Linked DNA regions of Triticum aestivum: region 1 is linked to region 2. The links are chromatin contacts, called in public Hi-C maps. All regions are on one chromosome and are shown on one strand. Each heading gives the region's core, a stretch centred on a gene start, on an enhancer-like site or on the middle of the called end of the contact. The rest is flanking DNA. Distances are from core to core; before and after follow the strand shown. Region 1 holds the start of LOC123120114. Region 2 holds the start of LOC123120113 (cytochrome b-c1 complex subunit 6-1, mitochondrial).

What was found. A called contact is a pair of places that touch in the nucleus more often than the background predicts.
Region 1: a contact with region 2 is called in a Hi-C map of leaf, with 4 times the contacts expected there. The contact joins the promoter of LOC123120114 here to the promoter of LOC123120113 in region 2. A contact is called at or near these places in 2 of 5 Hi-C or Micro-C datasets (both in leaf).

Annotation. Positions count from the first base shown.
Region 1 is chr5D:214,612,882-214,615,581 of IWGSC CS RefSeq v2.1, reverse strand. It overlaps LOC123120114, which reads left to right and starts at 1,404. Exons shown (of 2, transcript XR_006459331.1): 1 at 1,404-1,973.
Region 2 is chr5D:214,018,142-214,020,841 of IWGSC CS RefSeq v2.1, reverse strand. LOC123120113 (cytochrome b-c1 complex subunit 6-1, mitochondrial) reads left to right here and starts at 1,252. Exons shown (of 4, transcript XM_044540133.1): 1 at 1,252-1,450. The coding sequence starts at 1,449. LOC123126896 (U6 spliceosomal RNA) reads right to left here and starts at 1,064; the gene lies at 963-1,064.

The DNA.
Region 1 (2,700 bases), core at 155-2,654, 590 kb before region 2:
CTTGTGAAAGAAGCGAACTACTCCAACATACACAGCAAACTGCATCATCACTGGACAAAAATATTCTTTGCACTTTTTTGAAGCTACGCCAACGAGACACATGGAGTTCGGCGGCAAGGGGCTCGCCCACATCCAGGCACCTTTGCTGTCGATGTACTTCCTATAGGGGAAGACAGAGCTGCAAGTGCCCGTGCTATGGACTATAGTCACAGGTGAAATCCGGGCAGGACGGGGGTCGCCGGTTCTTAGTAGATCGGCGGAGGTTGGAGGAGTTGTACGTTGTCCCAAGGAAAAGGGGAACTACGTACCTGCTCGACAACGGAGGAGGTGCACAACCCACGGGGTGGGGGCAATAGTTTTACAAGCCCGACGTTGGCCGAGCTGCACTTCCCCGTGGGCAGGACTGCACGCCCGTGTGCAGAGTCGCAGTCGCCAGCTTGGACAACGGCGCGAGCATCAAGGACGAAGGCGGCCTTGCCGGAGAGGAGTGAGGGTAGGCTGCCTCCTCTTCTCATCAGGGATCTTCTCCTGCCGGATCCATGGCAGAGAGGAGTAGCTGGGGTCGGGCTCACCGAATCTGCGGCGGAGAGTGAGGTCAGGCTTGGTGGGGAGCCCTCTCCTCCATGGTCGCCGGGCGGCGATTATCGGAGAAGTGGGAGGAAGAAGAAGGAAAGAAGAGGGGGGAGGGTGGCTCGCCTCCGGTGCTGCTATGGCCGTCCGGCGCGGCGGCGTGAGGAGAGGCAAGACGACAGGAACCCATGCGGTGGTGGCGATCTTGAGGAGGGGAAGACGAGGGAAGGTGGAGCCAGATCTGCCGGATCCGGTGGCTGCTAGGCAGGGCTTGGCCGCCGGATGTAGTTTGTTGGGCGGGGGCACGACCCTGTGCAGCGGCGGCGGGCGAAATAGGAAGGTGGGGCGGGGGGATGATTGTGGTGGGGTGGGGCGGCGCGGTGGTCGAGGTTGTCCCAGTGGTCGCCGGCTGTCGGTAGTGGAGGTGGGAAGAGGCGGGGGGGGGGAGTAAGAAGGTGGGAGGGATGGGGGCGGTGGGGCACCGGAAGGGTGGGGGTGGTGGGGAGCCGCGCGGTGGGAGGTGGTGGAGCACCGGAGGGATGGGGATGGTGGGGGCCACGGGAGTGGGGGCGGTGGGGCGCCGGGTAGTCGTGGTGGTGGGGAAGAAGGTGGGCAACGAGCGCTAGGTGGGGTGCGGGGGTGGGTGGGCCAGCGCGGTTTTCTCCGGTTGCTGTGCGGTTCGGGTCAGATGGACGGAGGAGTGCATAAGTGTTAGCAGAATAAGACTCTTAAGAGGTGTTAGCAGAATAAGACTCTTAAGGGGTCTTATTCTGCACACCAAATCGCTTATTTTGCTAACACTACATCCGGACTCCCAGCGGCGCTCGGTCAACCCCCACCCCGGGGCAACTTCCCCCGCCACTCCATAGTGCCCGTCCCACCCACTCCCTCTCCTACCAACCTTCTTCCCAGCATCGCCCACCCTCTCCACCTACCTCTCGCCAGATCTCGCCATCACGTCCTGGTTGGCGACGGATCCGGTCCTCCCTTGGGCGCATGCCTCCCCCTCCCCAATGAACTCGCTCCGACCACCCACCCATCGACTGCCTCTGCTCGCCTAGATTCTACCGGAGGCTCCGCAGGCCTCGATCTGGTCCGGCTGCCACAAATGCCGGCGGATTCATCGGGGGAAGGAGCGACCATGAGTGAGGTCTTCGAGGGCTACGCAGGGCAGTACTACGAGATCTCCGCTGCCCACTCCCGCAAGTGCGCCACCGCCTCCACCGCCGACGACGGTACGCACGCACGACCCCCCCCCCCTCTCTCTCTCGCCAGAACCCCAGGTCCCGATTGTTTCTTCTGTATCTTGGTCTCGTCCTCTTCTCTGCCTGTTCGCTTCACCAGAGAAGAAGCGGAAGAAGTTGTGTGAGATCCACGCCGACGTGCAGGAGTCTGAATCGCTGGTAAGAACCGGCTGAACTCTCTACAATTTTTGTTTTGTTAGTCTTCCTTCCATGCTCAGCTGTCAGTTCTAGCTATGTTGTGCATCCAATTTCTGTTTGGCTGGCTTCCCGTAGATCAGGAGGATGGATTTGGAGGTCCGGAAGCACTCCCTGTGTTGGCCACAAAGGTGAAAACCTACGGCAGTCCAGCTCACTCCATCGGGTGATATTTTTTGTTTAGATGCAGCTCACTTTCACAACAGCGTCCGACGAATCGCTGGAGCAGTCCACACAACATGCACGTGCGGCCATCAACGACTCCCTATGCAGTGCACTTGCAGGCGCCGGCTCTTCCATCTTCAAAATTTGTTGGTAGCCACTGGAGATGGTCTAGTCCAGGTCGGCTGGGTGACCCCGCGGTTCACACTTTGTTCAGTGCGCTTGGTTTTATGGCCATTAGCTATTGGATTTTTATTTTAAAATAATCGCTGAAGTGGTTCTGCCTCCGGATGCCGCAGACGTGCAGTTCGGTAGGAGATAATTGCACGTATCATCCCGGAACTTGCTGGCGAGGTCCAATTCAGTCCTGGAAGTTGAGTATTGATCCAATACGGTCCTGATTCTTGAAAATACGTCCACACTACGGTCCTGGAACTTGGGCGGACAGTCCTGGCTCTACACTTGGCGTACGTACCGCGTATCAGCCCCTGTGCCACGTCATCACAGGTCTCGCCCGTCAGCCTCGGGC
Region 2 (2,700 bases), core at 3-2,502:
AGTGGATGTCGGCCGAGACGCCCGGGAGGACCCGGAGGAGAGTCCCGTGGAGAACCTTCCGATCCCGGAGTCCCCCGTTATTGGGTTTACGGGAGACTCCAAGGCCCCGAGAGGCATCAATAACCCTAGCGTCCAGGCCTCGGAGGCCCCCGTTGTTTGGTCTATTTGAGATGCCGCTGCCTCTCCCGAGAATGCCCGGGAGGGAGCCATTGGTCTAGACGCACAGACCCCGGGGCCCCCGTCATTGGGTATGTGAAGGGCCCCAGGGCTGTTTCCAGCAGTACCTTAAGCAACGGTCTTTGCATCCTAGCAGCTCCAGCAGGGAGCCTTACAAATGTCGCTCCCTCTATGGTGGAGCGCGACAGTCGGCCCGATAGCGTCGCACACCGTGCGGCCACCTCTGCAGTGGAGGAGATCATCCAGGAACCGCCTCATGCTGGCAGTTTTCAAACTGGGCCCTACGGCCGGTACTTCATCTGGCGGGAGCTGTTTGCGTCGGTACACCATCCGACGGGTTTTTCCGCTCGATGCGCCGGACGGTTGACCGTTTCGAGGCCAACCTGGCAGGTGAGAGGGTGGCTCTGGCCCAGTGACGGGAAGCACTTGTCGGAGCATGGGAGGTATTCTTCGCCCAGTCCATCTGTATCGAGCGGGAGAACGAGGAGACCCGGGAGCAGGTGTCCCTAGCCCTGACGGAGGCCAAGGTGATTCTTCAGATGAAGATCTTCAGATAACGCTACACCCTCCCGACATGCCAGCGCTTCTAGGCTTGGTGCATCTGTGATGTTACTAACAACAATTGCCGATGTCCCCATGTACTCTCCCGCTTCATTCCTACAGAAAGCAGCTGCCGCTCCTTGCGTGCCATTACGTCCATCCACGTTAATTTTCATGTGACCCAGCCTTGGCCCCAGCCACCTCTCCCTGGTTTCTCTGGTTGGCTTTGGAACGGAGGTGTGCACAAAAATTTGGACCATTTCTTGATTTGTGCGTGTCATCCTTACGTAGGGGTCATGCTAATCTTCTCTTTATCATTCCAGTTTTATCGGATACCCCCGAAGGGCAGAAAAAAATTTGATTTGTGTTATTGCCTAAATAAACGCAACCCATGTGGGCTAAACGTGCCACCAGCCTGGCCCGTGGGGAGCGCGGCACGTGTGCCGGCCCGGCACGGCCCGTGTAGTTGGCGTGCCTCGGTGCGCCATGCGGTGCAGGGCCGCGCTAGCCCATCTGGCCAGGTCTGGGCCAGAAGCGGAACAAAGTCCGTAGGTTCCGCTAAAAAAGAGCCCATAGGTCGAGCTGTCCCTTCCCGTCTCTCTTCCCCTCCATTCCTCCTCTTCTCCACATCCACCCGAACGGAACCCTAGTCTCCCATCACTTGGATCCGGTCTTTGACATTCTCCGGTGCAGGACGCCGTAAGAATTTCGCTAGAGATCTTGCAGCTGCCATGTATGTTTTTTCTCTCTCGCTCTCTTTTTCTCGAAGTTCTTTTTACCGCCCGTTCTGTCTATGAACTTCGATCGTTTCTTGATCTTGTGCATATGTTGGGCGCAGTTTTAGATCTTCTTTCTCACTATCAGCGTTGAAGTATGTAACGCAATTCGCGTATTTATACCTGATTTTTGTGTCCGAAACGAATTTGAAATCTAACGGGGCATCAGAAGCATGGCGAATCAATTATATTTGAAGGCGAGAGCGCACATTTGTATTTTTGGAACACAGTGCGACTTAAATCCCGCAATTTGAGCCAGCCGATTTTTTTTTCCACCTTGGACGAAATAGTGATGATCTCATCAGCCGATTGGAAACCTGATGAATCGGTGCGTTTATCTAGGCAATAACACAAATTAAATGTTTTTCTGTGCTATAGTTGTTTTCATTATACATTTCATTAGTTGGGATCCTAGGAGTATGCTTCTAAAGTAACACATGTATTTGGTCTTGGGTTCTGATGCAATGGCTTCAAATCCGTAGGCGAAGTGAGGTTTGTCCTGACCATTAATCACGGTGGAAGCAGGATATTTTGTTTGAGCATTGTGATGCAAATAATTTGCTTTAATCCACACAATAAAATGCCCCACCCCTGGTTACATTTCATTGGCATTTGACATCTTGAATGTCTAATTATTTTTTATTGATGTATATAATGTGGACATACATATATTAAACCACTACTCTAACTGCTATAATAAGGTTTTGACTGCCTGTTGTGACCACATCCACGCAACCAATTGGTGATGCCGCTGTCATGATCGCAGCAAACTGTGCTTGACGAGCATCGTTTTTTACTTATTTATTAGCTATATTCTTCAGTTGTTTTTAGTTTATGTTGTGATGGAACGCTAAATTATCTATCCTTGAGTGTGATTGACATGTACTTACATTATGTTTGTTTCATACTTCCTATATATTTGCCTTGTACATTTATTATATTGACTGCAAATTGAAATCTGCGTTACGTACTTGCTTGCGGTGACAACAAGCAAAGATTTGCTTGTATAGTAGATTGTTCATATACTTATTTATAATCAACACTTTTCTGCAAACATTAACTTTATGCAAATAACTGAACGCCAAATGGAACATTTATTAAGCCCAAATGCAAATAATGCGTGTGTTCTGAATCTCAAGGGAGTCAACCTGTCTGACCATGGTGGGAACATGTTGCAGCTATTAATACTTGATTTAACTCCCAATGT